2 separate regions of the Rattus norvegicus genome follow, and region 2 is linked to region 1. The links are chromatin contacts, called in public Hi-C maps. All regions are on one chromosome and are shown on one strand. Each heading gives the region's core, a stretch centred on a gene start, on an enhancer-like site or on the middle of the called end of the contact. The rest is flanking DNA. Distances are from core to core; before and after follow the strand shown. Region 1 overlaps Prkca (protein kinase C, alpha). Region 2 has its middle 26 kb from the start of Prkca.

Region 1 (3,222 bases), core at 574-3,073:
ATTTTTGAGGCGCAAAGGACGAAACTACAGTCTCCTCAATGTGGGGCAACGATCGACCACTGAGGCCCCATCTCAGCCCCCTTCCTAATTTAAAAGTACCAGGATGGGCACCATTTCTGGTATTTTCTTGAGCTCAAGAAAAAGATGTTCCCCTAAGCATTTCTGCTCACTATAAAGTAAGACATCACTGAGTCTCTTTTTACAAATGAGGAAACTGGGTTTGTTTACCTTAAGCCAACCAGGAACAACATGTTATATTTTAATAACCGTTCCGAGTAGAATCTGCTGTTGTAGCATGCAGTGGGGAGACAGCAAGGGATCAATGCCTCATTCAAACTCCTTGGTGTCCATGAGCCTCAACTGTTCATGGTAATCGTTATGTCCAATGCTAGGGTCTCAGTTTGTAAGGTACTATGTAGGCTAAAATCTCCCCACACCATCTCTCGCCAGCAGGTGAGACGTGTGGCTAAACTTCTGCAAGCGGCTGAAAGCCGGAGAATGAGAAGACTTGCTACACAGAAAGCTGCCATTAGAACCCATGCCTTCAGAGAAGCTGAGGTGACAGCGCATGGCAAACCTTCTCTTGCAGTTTCTGCTTGGGCGCTAGTGTGGTTTTACTTTCAGTTCAAGCATGCCTTGCTACAGTGAAAAATGAATCACTCTCCGGTATCAAATGCCAGCTTCAAACTTCAACCTGAGGACATGAGCAATTTCCAGCCTCTTTTAGGAAGGAAGAAGGGTCACAGTTTGGATTCCCACTGAGGCTTTCCCTCCTTGACCCCTGTGGGAGAGAATGCCACAGGCAAAGCTTTTTCTAGTAGCATTGATCCAAGTCCCACTCTTGTCCCCTGCCCTGGAGAGACGTGGAAATAAGGTTGACTTTTATTTTAAAATCTCAAACATCTAAGTCTTTGTGCTTTACAGCAAAATGAGTGATGTCTGAATTTTAGTGGGAGACGTATCAGTTCTTGGCAGCATGGAGTCTAACTTTGATTTATTTATTTTTGCAACATCCAATGTGGCAAACTTACGGTGAATGATCATTTGCCAAGAAGTTCGTTCTGTGTTGTGATGAGTACAAAAAGGACCTGGAAGGGAGAGGCAGCTGCTTGCTGTTCACTTGGAAACTTTCCAGAATAACTCAGAGCCCCCTTAACTCCACACCAAGTGCCTAGAAGCCCAGAGAGGGCTTCTGGAGTTAGAGAGCTTGCCAGAAGCGCATGACGCATACACAGGCCCTTTGGCTCAGTTTCAAGCTCTCAGCCACTCCGCGAGGGACCCGTCCCCACCTCTCTGCTCGGCTGCCAGATGTTTCCTCCACCCACACATAAATTCTTTCCACATGTGCAGCTCGATTGCCAAAAAACATCTATCCATTGACTATAGAAAAAGGTACAGGCTTGCCCGGGAATCTTTACAAATGCTAGGGACGGCGCTCTGCACACAGCAGTGAGCGGTAGATGCGCTGTGTTTCCTCAAGTGACAGAATTGACGATAGTTTCCTAGCACTCAGTGGGGAAAGTATTTGCTGCACAAGCATGGGGACCTGAGTTTGAATCCCCAGATCCCACGAAAGAGCCACCAGGGTGGCAGAGAAGACAGACAGACAGATCCCCAGGACTTTCTAGATAGACCTCAGGTTTACTGAGAGAACCTGTCTCAAATAGTATGGTGGAGAATTATAAAGGAGGGCATCCAAAGAAGACCTTTAGCCTCTGCACACACGTGCATGTTGCCTGAGCGCCCACACAGGCAAACACTGACAGGATGGCTTCCCACTGGAGAACTGGGCGCCAAAGGCAGAAAAGCTGCTGGCTTCTTACTGAGGTCATTGTGGTGCCTGGTGTGCTCTGTCTGTGTGTCTGTGTGCTCTGTCTGTGTGCCTGTGTGCTCTGTCTGTGTGCCTGTGTGCTCTGTGTCTGTGTGTCTGTGTGCTCTGCATGTGCATCTGTGTGCTTTGTATCCACATCTGTGTGCTCTGTATCCACATCTGTGTGCTCTATGTGTCTGCGTGTCTGTGTCCTCTGTGTGTCTGTGTGTCTGTATGCTCTGTCTGTGAGTCTGTGTGCTCTGTCTGTGTGTCTGTGTGTTCTGTCTATGTGCTCTACATAATGATACATGTATCATAGAGTCACACAGTACCCCAAATACTTATAACTTTTATACTTCCATGCATCAGTTTGATATTAAATTTAGAGGCTGGCAAAATGGCTGTGCAGTTAAAAGCAGCTGCCACCAAGCCTGAAAACCTGGGTTCAATCCCTAGGACTTACACGGTAGGAGAAGACTGACTCTTACAAGTTGTCCCTGACTTCCACATGCACTGTGGCAATATGCACCCAGCGAGCTGGAGGGTTATGGAAAAAGAGGCCTTGTCTCAAAAATCAAACAAACAAAATTATTATTATAGTCATCTAGCCGAGGTCATGACCATGACTTCAGGCACAAGGGTTGTGAGTGCATCTGCGCTTATCTATGACGTCACGGTCAAGTCTACAGTCAACGACACAACTCATCACCCTGCATGGTCACTGAAGCCAAGCAAGCCCACGCCTTTAAACTTGCTCGGAAACAAAACAATACAACTCTTGGTATAGGAAATAAGCCCAAAGCAAGTGTGAATTTTTAAACAAATCAACTTTGCAAGACAGGCCTGAGCTGGAAGACCTGTACTCCTGAATGATTCATCCCCAGGATGAATGCGGATGGATGACTCAGGGTCCCCGGGCAGGTTCTTCCTGCACATGTGCTGTGTAACACTCACAGACTTTGGGGGAGTTGCATGGTTCTAGATGAGAGAATAAAACAGGCACAGAGCAAGACCTGGGTACTGAAAGAAAACTAGCATGCCCAAATAATTATTTGCTTAAAAACTCTCCCCAGAGAGGCAGATCGATAACTGCGCTAAAGGCAAACAGAGTCCCCGGAATACAGCTGGGTGTCCCTCCTTGCCTCTCTATGTGAACAGGGAAGAAATGGTCAGAGAGGGGGTGCTTAAAACTGACAAACCCTCATGAACTGAACACTAGAATAAGCTAACCAAGAAAAAAATTTTAAGAGAAAAAGAAACCTATTCCAAACCCACCAGTACTTTAAAATAGCTTTATTATTTATTTACTTATTTGGTGTGTGTGTGTGTGTGTGTGTGTGTGTGTGTGTTGCTGTGTAGCTCTGGCTGCCTAGAACTCACTGCATAGCCCAGGCTAGCCTTCAACTCATGGG
Region 2 (3,327 bases), core at 540-3,039, 150 kb after region 1:
CAAACAAATTCCTGAGACTTTGAATAATGTCTACTTCTCTTCTGAGCCTCTTCTGTTTTCTGGACAATAATTCAGGGGCAGTAAAACCTACCACCTTTGTGCTAAGGACCAACTGAGGTTGCATACTATCTATTAATTAATTAATTAATTAATTAATTAATTAAATTTCTTTCCTATTTTGAAACAGGGTCTTTTTTATTCCCCGATGACCTTGAATTCTCTTTGTAGCCAAGGGTGACCTTGAACTTCCAGCCCTCCTGCCTCTGCCCACTGAGTGCTGGGATTACGGGCCTGTGCTACCGTGACCCGGCTGCAAGATACTAGAGACCAAACTCAGAGCTTCATGTGCGCTAAGCAAACACATTACCAGCTCAATGACACCTCCAGCCCCGAGGCTCGTGTATTAAAGCAGCTGTCACACCTCAGCTACCAAAATCTCACCTCAGCACCTGTTAAATACGGGTTACAAGGTGCAACCTTCAGAGTTCCAGACTCGATGGGTCCAGGTGGGACTTGAGACTTGGCGTTTTTGTCTAAGTCTCTAGCTGGACTTGCCACACTGTTCACTGTGGAACCAGCTCTTGAGATGTAGCCCTTTAAAGCATCCGGGCCCTTCCTGGGATTTGCATGTGGTTTTAGTGAGCTCCTAGAGTCGTTTTATTCATGCGACAGAGTCTGTAAGTCAATGCTTTGATTTTTGTTTTATTTCCTTTTTTGCAAAGAGACTATTCACAACTATTCTGTCTTTCAGATATTAGCCCGCTCTTCCAGGAAATAGAAACATGTATTTTTGTAGAAACAGTAACGACAGACCTAACCTTTCTTAAAATTTAGGGGGTGGGGCAGTCAGGGGCATGTGCCAAGATACTTATTTGGAGGTCAACGGACAACTGTGTAGAGTCAGTTCCCTCCTTTCACCATTATATGAGTTCCATAATTTGCCTCAGGTCCCCAGACTTTGACAGCAAGCACCTTTACCCACTGAGCCACCTAATTCTCCCCTAACATTTATCGAAAGCTTTCGTAAGTATAATCTGATTCTATCTTCATCGAAACCTCATTCTGTGGTTCAGAGAAATCAATTACTTTAGTCAGATTCAAACAGCTAGAGAAAAAGACAGAACCTGGACTCACACTGGGTTTCCCACTCCGATCAGCTATTCTTCCCACCAAATCCTGGTGTCTTCATTTTTCTCCGTTGCTGGTATAGACTACTTTTTTTTCCCTGTTATCATATATCTCATGGGTCTTGAATGAAGCAATTGATTTCCAGCAGTTTGAAAGTTTTGCGGTTTTACGGTCAGCACCCTTGGAGCAGTGGAAGCAGCAGCAGGTGGAAGCTTCTGGTGTTTTGTTTTAGAGCCTTTGCCACTGAGGCACGTATACTGAATTCCAACCAGGAGATGGTGCCTTACTCGCCCACAGGGATGATCCTTGCCCTAGAGGACTGTGTAAGAGGCAGCACGTCAGTGCTGGCAAAAACAAGAAACAGAGGCACGTGTTCAATCGACGATTGCTGAAAAGCAATTGGAGATTGCATTCTATCCAGGGAAAACAAGGAAAGCCAGCTGCTCGCCAGGAATGGGAAATTTACAGGAGTAGAAGCAAAAGAAGAAAAAAAAAAAACCAGCATTGGCTTTCTTTGCGGTAGGGTGGAGAGCCAAGAAGATACTCTTACTCCATGCCATTAGGGAATTGCTGCCTTGCCGGGAGGGGCACTGTAAGGCAGGCTTGTGGGGGGGGGCAGGGTGTTAAGAGCACAGTTGCTGGAACGCAACAGACTTGTCTCCAGACTGGCCTGTTTGTCCTTCCCTTACTGGACAGCCTCAAGCAAGTCACCAACCTCTCTGACATCAGCCACATCTCTGTGACTGTTGTGGGAATCCATAGGCTAAAACGGATTCCTGATAGCATCGCATGCCATCGACAAGATGCTTCTCTTCTCTGCTCGTCCCAAAGACCCCCATCTGCCTTTACTGAAACTGGAGACACCACTTCTCTCTCTCTGACGCCTGAGAACAGGTATGTGAACAGATTTGGAAACCCACGGTTTTCTAGTTAATTTTAACTGTCAAGTTGACACAACCCAGAGTTACCTGAGACATGATTCTTGATTGGCCATATCAAACCGGCCAGGGGGAATGTCTGTGGAGGATTGATTTGATTGTTAATCATAGGAGGGCCTAGACCACTGTGGGTGGTACCATCCCCTGTGTAGGTGCTTCTGTATGAGAAAGCTGGCCAAGGACGGGTCTGAAAGTGAGCCAGCGAGCAGTATTTCTCCACAGCTTATTTCTTTTTTTTATTAGTTGAGAGTTTCATACATGTTTTGATTATATTCACTTCCCCCCAATATTTCCCAGATTCACCCCACTTCACTACCCACCCAACTTTGTGTCAAACAAAATAAACAAACAAAACCCGTCAAGACCAATTCATGCCAACCAAAATATTCTTGGATGTGTGGTCCTCCACTAGAGTACAGTTGACTTACAGGGAGAGGGGAGCTACACTCTAGGAGAAAATGGATCCTCCCTCCCCCAACGGTTTACGGCTGTCAGTCATTCCACAGCTAAGGGTGCCCGCTCTGCTCTCCATGCTGGGATTTGGTCTGGCTGTGGTTTACAGAGGTTAGATTCGTCCTATCATAACCGCCATGCATTCGTATGTGTGGCTGCTCTGTGGCGTCCAGATGACACACTCTCTCCACCGTCACCTCCCCCATGATCTCAGCTCCAAGTTCCTGCTTGAGTTCCTGCCATCACCTCCCTCAGGCACAGACTATAACCTGCGAGCTGCAACAAACCCTGTCCCCCTCTAGGCTGCCTTTGGCCAGAGTTTTTATCACAGCAACGGAACGAAGCTGGAACACGCAGAGTTTCATATCCTAATCATCATCCTATCTTGGATGGTCCAAAGAAAGAACCAGAGGGATGCATAGTGGGAGTTCTGCTTGGGACTGTTTCCTCAAAATAAAAGTGTGGAAACTCAGACGGGCAACAAGAAGCACAGAGTCTCGGAGCCGCTCACAGCCAGGCGGGTGCTGGGCTTCGTCTTGTTGGGGAATCGCATAAGACTGGTGCATAACGACTGTCATGGTGTCCCTTAAAAACAGACAGGGCAGTTCCCAGGAAAATGAAAATATACAGCTACATAAAAGCTTGTACATGATATATATATATATATATATATACACACACACACATATATATGTATATATATGTGTGTACATATATATGTATATATGTGTGCATATATATGTATATATATGTGTGTACATATATATGTATATATGTGTGTACATATATATGTATATATGTGTGTATA

What was found. A called contact is a pair of places that touch in the nucleus more often than the background predicts.
Region 2: a Hi-C map of liver shows a contact between it and region 1, with 2.6 times the contacts expected there. The contact joins two enhancer-like sites. A contact is called at or near these places in 2 of 12 Hi-C or Micro-C datasets (liver and mammary epithelial cells).

What each region holds. Positions count from the first base shown.
Region 1 is chr10:93,657,323-93,660,544 of GRCr8, forward strand. The region is part of intron 2 of Prkca (protein kinase C, alpha); the gene reads right to left. Among named protein-coding and RNA genes, the nearest start is that of Prkca, 130 kb to the right of the region's middle. Within about 2 kb of position 1,824, at least 17 of the 93 cell types and tissues checked have an H3K27ac peak or open chromatin away from gene starts, as enhancers often do. A contact at or near this core is called in liver, where this site is marked.
Region 2 is chr10:93,811,237-93,814,563 of GRCr8, forward strand. No RefSeq gene overlaps it. Among named protein-coding and RNA genes, the nearest start is that of Prkca, 26 kb to the left of the region's middle. Within about 2 kb of position 1,790, at least 3 of the 93 cell types and tissues checked have an H3K27ac peak or open chromatin away from gene starts, as enhancers often do. A contact at or near this core is called in liver, where this site is marked.